Regions from separate parts of the Mus musculus genome. Here region 2 is linked to region 1. The links are chromatin contacts, called in public HiChIP or PLAC-seq maps. All regions are on one chromosome and are shown on one strand. The core of a region is the stretch at or near the end of the contact, and the rest is flanking DNA. Distances in the headings are between cores, read along the strand shown.

The links. HiChIP or PLAC-seq counts read pairs in DNA pulled down with a chosen protein or histone mark.
Region 2: an H3K27ac HiChIP or PLAC-seq map of embryonic stem cells shows a contact between it and region 1, with 6 read pairs. The contact joins two enhancer-like sites. A contact is called at or near these places in 1 of 484 Hi-C or Micro-C datasets (cardiomyocytes), 4 of 115 datasets of contacts at active chromatin or transcription factors (the NIH/3T3 cell line, embryonic stem cells and stem cell-derived neural progenitor cells) and 4 of 9 other capture datasets (adipose tissue, embryonic stem cells, liver and 1 more).

Annotation. Positions count from the first base shown.
Region 1 is chr10:61,334,376-61,339,299 of GRCm38.p6, forward strand. Pald1 (phosphatase domain containing, paladin 1) reads right to left here. Exons shown (of 20, transcript NM_013753.2): 18 at 4,824-4,924. Among named protein-coding and RNA genes, the nearest start is that of Prf1, 39 kb to the left of the region's middle. Within about 2 kb of position 2,321, at least 33 of the 459 cell types and tissues checked have an H3K27ac peak or open chromatin away from gene starts, as enhancers often do. A contact at or near this core is called in embryonic stem cells, where this site is marked.
Region 2 is chr10:61,438,384-61,443,307 of GRCm38.p6, forward strand. The region is part of intron 1 of Eif4ebp2 (eukaryotic translation initiation factor 4E binding protein 2); the gene reads right to left. Among named protein-coding and RNA genes, the nearest start is that of Eif4ebp2, 12 kb to the right of the region's middle. Within about 2 kb of position 2,193, at least 11 of the 459 cell types and tissues checked have an H3K27ac peak or open chromatin away from gene starts, as enhancers often do. A contact at or near this core is called in embryonic stem cells, where this site is marked.

The sequences.
Region 1 (4,924 bases), core at 1,071-3,570:
ACATGAAAGCGAGAGCCAGGTACCATGGTGCTCGCCTTTAATCCTAGCACTCAGGAGGCAGAGGCGGTGGATCTCTATGAGTTCAAGGCCAGGCTGGTCTACAGAGGGAGTTCCAGGACAGCCCGAGGGAGCTTTATGAGTCCCTGTCTCAAAGAGAGAGAGAGAGAGAGAGAGAGAGAGAGAGAAAATCTACAACACAAAAATAAGAACATCAGTCCATTATCAGGAGACATGTTAGACACACTGCTGTCTCTATAGAAACCAAAAAAAAAGTTTCAACAGGAAACCCGGAGCTGCATGTGGCCGGGGATCGATGACCAAGAGTGTGAGGTTTCTTCCTGTGGTCCTGACCATGCTCTAACTTCCCCCCATTGCCAAGGCAACCTGGGACACGTGTACTCTAAACACGTGCGTGGGGCAGTATGTGAATTGCATCTCTATAAGCTTGGCTGCAACCAAGCAAAGCCCTGGGGTGGTCCAGGCCTCAAGTCATTCCAATCCCAAGCTATGAGTACTGGCATCTTAGCACTGTGGAGCCTCCAGACACTCTGGGTCGGTCCCAGACATCTGTATTTTTGACAAGCCCCCAGGGGACTCTGAAGTACTGAGGAGGGAGACCATAGGTCACTATCGGTGGCATTCGACCTTGGCTGCGCCCAGGACTGCCCCTGGCTAATTTTCAAAGCTGGATTTACACACTGGGCACAAAATAAACTGAGGTTGTTTCTAGGAAGGGCTCAAGCCCCAGATGCTAAAAGCTCCCCTATTTACCTCTTACACAAACAGATGAAAATCCTCTGAGTCTCAGGACCTCCTACTCTAAGGTACCCTTTAAGAACTTACCCTAGGGGGTTAGAGAGATGGCTCAGTGCTTAAAGGAGCACTGGCAGCTCCTTTCCAGGACACAGGTTCAATTCCGAACACGGCAGCTCATTACTATCTGTAACTTCTGTTCCAAGTAATGATACCCTCACACAGACAGACATGCAGGAAAACACCATTGTACATAAACTAACATATATATTATATATTACTTATATAATATATATTATTTAAATAATTTGTTTATCTAAATATATATCTTTAAAAGAACTTGTCCTAGGGGTTGGGGAGATGGCTCAGGTACTTGCACACGAGTGTGAGGTCCCAAGTTTGAATGCCCAGAACTCGCGGTAAGCCAGATAGAGTAGCTCTTGCCTGTAATTCCAGCATTCCTACAGTAAGCTGGGGAGGGGGAGACAGAAGAATGTCTTGAAGCTCAGAGCGATCTAACCAACAAAAGACCCCGTCTCAAAACAAGGTGGGAGGAGCCAGAAAGGTGGCTTGGCCAGTAAGAGCGTTTGCTGTACAGGCAAGTGGTCCAAATTCAAGGTGGGAGGAGAGAACCTTGGACCCCCACATGCTCGCTGTGACAAGCCTCCCCTCCCGTCATACACACACCAACATAAATAAAATTACTTTAAAAAAGAAACACACAAGCCGGGTGTGGTGGCACACACCTTTAGTCCCAGCACTTGGGAGGCAGACACAGGTGGATCTCTGAGTTTGAGGCCAGCCAGGACTGCACAGAGAAACCCTGTCTCGAAAAACCAAATAAATAAATAAGCACACACACACACACACACACAACCTAACTTACTGAACACCAGTGGGGCCCTAGGTTCAATGGGAAAGTGATGGGGAGGAATTTTACACACACACACACACACACACATTACACACACACACATTACACACACACACATTACACACACACACATTACACACACACACACACACACACACACACACACACACACACACACACACACACACACACACACAAAACCTAACTTACTGAACACCAGTGAGGCCCGAGGTTCAATGGGAAAGTGATGGGAGGAATTTTACCCTAACTTAGCTCACTTGCGCCACCTGGTGGCCACACTGGTAAGTAACTGCATTAACTTACACTTTAACTTCTGATCCTCTGCATAGAGCCCTGGTGGGACTCTGGGATTCCATCTCATGGAGTGAGCACCAACTTGGCCTCGGAGATGTGAGGGGAGTCCTGTGAAATGTGAGGGGAGTCCTGGCGGGGAGATGGGAAAGGGCGTCTCTTTCTTGCTTAACTTCCTCCATTAGACACTCTACTGCGAAGGAGCTACCCTCTCTAACATACAGCACTGTCCCCGCGACGCCCCCTTCCCCATCCCTACCACCTCACCCCCCCCAAGAGTAAAGCCAGCTACCTGTTTAGTCTCACTTTTGGTGACAACACTGTGCTACCAGAGGACCTTCAGTGCCTCGAAACCCACCATGAACCTTTAGGTCTCCTGGCCTTTGCCCGGGCAGCCCCTGATGCCTGCAGCGACTCCTTCTTGGGCTGTCTGAGGCCAGTCTATAGCTTCTCCCTGCAGTGCTAGCCCCTATGTTTCCTGTTGTCTCTCTCTCTCTCTCTCTCTCTCTCTCTCTCTGTGTGTGTGTGTGTGTGTGTGTGTGTGTGCTCACAGCACACATCAAGGAACAGGAACTGAGGGCCTGTGAGCTTTGGAGTTGGGGTGGAGAGAACGAGGCTCTAACAGGGCCTGGCCCACGTCCTCTGGAGCAGGTCTAAGCACTGCCTGGGCCTCCAGCAGCCAGAATGGGGAGAGGCCTCAGCTCTCACGCAGCTCTCACATTCTGAATGGGAATTCCAAATTGTGACGGTGAGTGTGCTGCCTAGTTTTATACCAACTTGACTTGGGCCAGTGTCACTTAAGAAGAGAGACCCTCAAATGAGGCCCCACTAGATAGGCTTGTGGGAAGCCTGTGGTACATTTTTTGGATGGATGTTTGATGTGGCCCAGTCTACTGTGGGTGGTGACACCCCTGAAGTGGCCCTGAAGTTGTTATAAGAAAGCAGGCCGAGCAAGCCTTGAGAAACAAGTCAGTAAGCAGCTCCCCTCCATGGCCTATACATCAGCTCCTGCCTTCAGGGTCCTGCCTTGAAGTTCTTCCCTGACTTCCCTGGATGGTAGACTACAGGCTGGAAGATGAAATAACCCTTTCCTCCCCAAGTTGCTTTTGGTCATGGCGTTTTATCAGAGTAACAGAAACCCTAGGACAGTGTGAGACTCAAAGGAACCTGGAGATGGGAATCTAATCACAGAGACACTGTGCCATCCAACGTGTGCCAAGTCCACTTCTGAAGCTCCTGGTCCGTCAGCTCCTCCCCACGCGAGGACAGACTCGAGTCTGAACTTTCCCCCGGTCTTATCCCACACGCATGGCCTGCCTCCAAACAGGACCTGCCTTCTGACCCGGTTAGGATCTGACCTCAAGACCCCAAGCCAAGGTTGTTCTGGATCATTCTGCTCATGTGTCCATGAGCAAGAATGGAGACTGAACAAGTTGCCCGTGATACAGTCTTCTCTTATCCGCCACGGGGCAGAAGCTGCCCTGAAAATCACCCAGCCGTGGCATTCACTGCCGCCTCTTGATGCCATACAGTACCGCCCCCACACACCTGCTACCAGGCTGAGAAACAGGGCTCTATGTTCCCACGACCAACCCAGTTCTCACACCTCCGAGGCCCGAAGCTGCAAACTCCACCACCTGTCCAGCTCTCGGGTCCAAAGAGAGGCAGAGAAGGAAACACTGGAGACCCGGGCAGACTCAAGGGCACATTATTTCTAAATAGCTGCAAGTCCCAGATTCATGTTAAATCTGAACCATCCTGGAGCTCTTACTTTTACAATTTAATGAATCATTAAAAAATAACTTGAGTGGTGGCATACACCTTTAATCCCAGCACTTGGGAGGCAGAGGCAGGCGGATTTCTGAGTTCGAGGCCAGCCTGGTCTACAAAGTGAGTTCCAGGACAGCCAAGGCTACACAGAGAAACCCTGTCTCGGAGGAGAAAAAAAAAAAAAACTTGAGCCGGGTGCTGGTGGCGCACGCCTTTAGTCCCAGCACCCAGAAGGCAGAGGCAAGTGGATTTCTCTGAGTTCGAGGCCAGCCTGGTCTACAAAGTGAGTTCCAGAACAACCAGGGCTACACAGAGAAACCCTGTCTCAAAACAAACAAACAAACCAAAAATAAATAGATAGATAGATAGATAGATAGATAGATAGATAGATAGATAGATAGATAGATAGATTAACTTTGGAGGGCTGGCAATATGGCTTGGTGGGTAAGGGTGACTACATCAAGGCTGACCACCCAAATCCATTCCTCCACAATCCACATGGTAGAAGGAAAGAATCAACTCCTACAAGCTGTCCCTGACCCCCACGCTCACCCAGCATGCACACAGATAAGTAAATATATGTAAAATAAAGTAAGTGCTCTGAGCAAACAAACATCTAAGTGAGGACCAGACCCAGCCCCCAAACAGGGTAGATGAACCTGTCCTGGGGCTCAGCAGCCACACCATGCAACGCTGACCTTAACCCTTGGTAACTGTCAGTCACACCACCACCTGCCTGATTCTGCTTGGCCTCTGGGACCCCAGGATCACACACTAGAATTGTATCCCATGCCACAGGGGTCTTGGGTATTCCTCTTCACTTGGCCCCTCCCACAGCAGGTTTTAATCTGTATGTTATCCCCGGGGAGTGGGAGGGGGCCAAAGCAGGTGGGAGTGGTTAAGGGCTGCTGCCCTTTCTGTTTCCAGATCCATATGCCTTTCTAAGAGGTAGGACCAAAACAAAAAGCAAACAAACCAACAAACAAAAAAACCAGAAACCCTAGGAAGGGCCCACAGGACCTGCTGCCTCCTAAAGCCCGCACCATCAACCTCACTCCCCCAATATGAACCACAGGCCATCCTGCAGAGCTAGGGACCCAGGGCCAGCGCTCACCTGTCGGTAGGTGGATATGATGATCTCCCGAAGGTGGTAGTGCATAGGTGTCATAGTCTCGCTGACAATGTCCAACGCCGCATCCACCTCCTTCTTCACGT
Region 2 (4,924 bases), core at 943-3,442, 100 kb after region 1:
CTGAGTTCAGTTCCCAGCAACCACATGGTGGCTCACAACCATCTGTAATGGGATCTGATGCCCTCTTCTAGTGTGTCTGAGGACAGCTATAGTGTACTCATATACATTAACTCAGACAGGCATCTGAATTATGAGCAATGAGCCCATTCTATGCCTCTAGATTGCAGAAAACTCAGTATGAATGACTAAGTGTTTGAGAGTAGCTGATATATTTGTTGTCCCTGAATCCAGCACTTTAAGTCTGATGCCAGCTAGAAACCCTCTGGCTCTATACTCAAGCCACACTCTGTGCAGCTGAAGCTGCTATACCCAACTGGCAGTGCCAAGGTTGGTTCTGTGCTCCTCCAGGTCCTCTCAGGTGTTCCCATGGCACAATACCACGGATTGCCCGGTGGTTTCTAGTGATGGACTGGTGGGTGAGAGAGAAGCAAGCTTCCAGCCATTCCTTCTTATGGAGACAGGGACCTCATCACTGGAGCCCCACTCTCATGGTCTCATCTATAGGCAACCTCCCCAGCACTCTGTCCACCATACTGCACCGCACAGCTTCTCTGGGACTGTGCTCACAGATTCCTAGCCACCCGAGTCTGATGCTTCTTCCTAACATGTGGGGAACCCATGATCGGAACGTGGCTATAGGGCAGAAGGCTGTAACAAAGAAGGGGGAGAGCTTTAGCTGATTTGACTTGCCTGACACCCCCACTTTTGACTAACATTTTTGGGGGTATAGTTAAATGTTCATATTCATGTATATATTAGGTAGTTATCAACTTGGGGGTATTTAGCACATTTACTACCATAAATTTTTGTCGTATTTTCTGTTTTTTACAAAAATCATTTGTTTTATGTGTATGAATGTTTTGCCTACATGTATGTGTGCATATGTCTGTGTGCCTATGGATGGTTGTGAGCTGCCACGTGGGTGATGAACACTGAACCTGGGTCCTCTCCAAGAACATCGAGTACTCTTAACTGCTAAGCCATCCACCCAAGCCCCATATCATTTTATTTTGTGAGACAGAACCTCTCTATGCAGCCCTGCTGGCCACGATCTCAAGTGACCTCCTGCCTCAGCTTTGTAAATGCTGGCATTACAGGTAAGCACTTCACACCCAGCCCAAATGTCTCTTCTTTTTTTAATGACAGTATGTATGTATATACATGAAAAGGCATGTATATGTCAGGGGTCTTTTCTTTCCTTAAAAGATTTATTTATTGCCGGGCGGTGGTGGGCATGCCTTTAATCCCAGCACTTGGGAGGCAGAGGCAGGTGGATTTCTGAGTTTGAGGCCAGCCTGGTCTACAGAGTGAGTTCCAGGACAGCCAAGGCTATACAGAGAAATCCTGTCTCGAAAAACAAAAAAAAAAAAAAAACAAAAAAACAAACAAACAAAAAAAAGACTTATTTATTATGTATACAGGGGTATGTTTGCATGTATGCCTGCAGACCAGTAGAGGGCATTGATCCCATTACAGATGGTTGTGAGCCACCATGTGGGTGCTGGGAATTGAATTCAGGACCTCTGGAAGAGCAGTCAGTGCTCTTAACTGCTGAGCCACCTCTCTAGCCCCAGTAGGGGTCTTTTCTGTTCTCTTCTACCATGTGGGACCCAGGGATTGAACTCAGATCATCAGGGTTTTTTTCGGAGATCACTAAAATTTCTTGATAGTGCATTCAAATCCTGTCTTCTAACTATGGCTACACAATAATCTAATGTGCTGCTATAATTATATCTGTATAAATGGCAGGATAAATGTCCTTCCTTTTCCAAGGTTTTGCTGTGTTTTCAAAGTGCTAAGTGGACAATTTCAAAGATTTCTTAAGTTTCAAATAACTTGTGTTAGGAGAGCATGCTTTCAATTATCCTCAGTTACTGCTGAGCTCTTGCTGCTCCACCTTACAGCCGAAGGTCACCGCAGGAGGGGTGGAGGAAATCAGCAGCAGGCTCTGTCTGCTGCTCCCTGCAGTCTCCAGCACCTTCTATACAACACCTTCTATAACCCATCCCTGGGTGGGTCGGGAAGATGCTGGGAATGTGCACTACATCTGCTAATCTCAGCAGGTGCCACGCCCTAACCACTAAGGGACGACACTGATTTAAGATCTAGATATCCATGTACAGGTTATAGTGTAGACAGCCATTCTCCTGGAGCACGCCCCAATATGGACTGGCCCAGTCACATGCTACCTGGCTGCAGAACTGCTGTTTTCCAAATGACCTCAGACTTCACACTCCAGTAGGCAGTAGGAAGGCACCAATTCACACAGTGCAGTCTTTTCCTTGCTGGCCACCCTAGCTGACATGAAGCCACTCCCCTGTCCAGACTTACCTGGACCCTGGTGAGCCTTACTCCTCACGTGCTTACTAGTTTTCCAATACACAAAGCTTTGGAGAAAAGTTCCAGATATGCCAACCGCATATCTTTAAACACACAGAGCTGAGGACTGAACCCACCATCTTGCTTATGCTAGATAAGTGTTTTACCACTGACTAAATCTCCAGCTTACTCTTTATAGTCTGAATACAACAAGCACATACAGAGAATTTTTTTTTTTTTGCATATATATCTCTATCTCCATCCATATCCCCTTGATGGCTCTCTACCCTCTCCCACCCCCCACTCCACCCCCAAGTCCTGAGGATTGAACCCAGGGGCATGTGTTACATGATGGCATTCTTTGAGGCATAAAGAGAATTTTTTATTTTTATGATTTACTTTATGTATGAATACACTGTAATTTTCAGACACACAAGAGGACATCAGATCCCATTACAGATGGTTGTAAGCTACCATGTGGTTGGAGGGGATTGAACTCGGGACCTCTGGAAGAGCAGAGGTCTTAACCACTCAACCATCTCTCCAACCCCATAAAGAGAATTTTAAAAAAAGTTTCTAAATTCCTGGCTGTCCCAGAACTTATAGTAACCACCATCCGTTGCACCCCTTCCCCTCATACACACACTTGAGTCCTAAATGCTGGGCTCATATGTGCCACTACCAGGCCCTGGCATTTGTATGAGATCCAATATATATTTGTTGTTCTGCTTGTACTTTTGATATCAAGCCTAAGAAATGACTTCATCCATGGTTAGTTATGAGCGCTGTTGCCTGCTTTTCTACGAACTCTACCCGTGAACCGTGGGTCCAAACTCAGCGTCTGTGTGTGGACACACAGTTGTACTGTGGGCACCAATTGCTGAAAAGAGGTCCCATTTGAATTGCTATGGCAGCTTTACTGGGGAGGGAGAGTGAGCAGTGCGTGTGTTTGCGTCATGTGTGTGCATGTATGCTGTGTTTGTGCTTGTGTGTTGGGCGGGCACACTACTCCTGGCCTCTCAATTCCTTTCCATTGATACACATGCAAATGCAAATCACAAGTTTTGAAACCAGGAGATGAGAGTCCTCCAAGACTGTATTTTTACTTTCTACAATCATGTGGTTATTTCAGGTCCTTTAGAGCTCCATATGAAATTCAAGATTGCTCCCAAGGCAGCTTGGACTGACCCCTACTATGTGCATCATCTCCTGATCTACCTACTTGTCTATCCATTGTCTTGAATTTCCTAACATTAAATTTTAATTGCATTTTATTTATTCAGCACGTGTGCATGTACGTACACCTATGTGTGTTCGAGGGCATAAATGCTATACGGTGCACATGGATATGTGCAGAGGATAATTTGGAGGCATCCACTCTCTCTTTCTATCATGTGCATCCTGGGAATGAAGCTCAGGTCTAACAGCAAGTCCCTTCCCCGCTGTGCCACCTCATCAGCCACCCAACACCCTGTCGCACAAGTCTTGATCAATTTTATTTAGTTGTACCTGCTGAGATAATTTATTATCTTGCCAGACCAAATTACTGAATTTTAAATGAAAAAGCTTTATTTGATAGTTACCTTCCCCATGAACCACAAAAAAAAAAAAAAAAAGAAAAGAAAAAAAAGCAAGGAGCATGTTAGTGATTAACAAGTATGTGACCATTCCAAAGAACCAACTACTCTAAGAAAAATGCTCTAAGAAAAATGCTAATTACCAGGAAAAAAGTCTTTTAGTTCCTAATGGATATATCTGTATTTACTGTAAAGAATCAAAGACAATCTATTAAAAATTGAAATAGTCCATGTCCTGGACACACATCAACTTAAGACATACTTTGTGCATGTGTGGAAACCAGTCTCACCTCGTAGCTTGGGCTGGCCTTGAACTCACAGCAATCTGCCTAGCACACTTGGGAATCGTCGGAGTGCAGTGTGTGGAATGAAGACTAGCTGGGTGGATAATCTTGTCCAGATGAGCAAGGTTGACACAACAGAGAAACTGTGCTCGCTCGTGTTCCTGAAGCTACACAGAACAGAACAGGACTAACACTGCTAGGGCAGGCAGCAGAGAAGGGTCCTTCAAGCTCAGCTTAATGATGGGTAGGTTGGGCACAGTAAGCATAGCCCCTGCTGGGCATACTCTCCACCCCAAGGTAGGCAGGCAGGCAGGCAAGTAAAGGCATTTAAAAGAAACAAGAGCCATCAAGGTGGCTTAGGGGGTAAAAGCACTTGGCTCACAAACCTTAAGCCCAGAGCTCAATCCCTGACCCCCACCACTAGGACAGAATGACTTCTAAAGGTCATCCTCTGACTTCCACACAAGCACCTCAGCACACACACACACCAATAATGTGTGTGTATGAGAGAGAGAGAGAGACCAAGAGAAAGCGAGACAGAGACAGAGAGACAGCAGTTAAAGATAAAGCAACAGGCTGAGTGTGACCCCATATTCCTTTAATCCCAGCACCTGAGCTCCATAGTGACGGTCAGGCCAGCCAGGGCTACCGTCAGACTGTATGAAACAAAACAAAGTTAAACAGACTAACAACAACCCAGCACTTGGCTAGCAGCCTTGGTAGTCTAGAGGAATCCACTTTTAA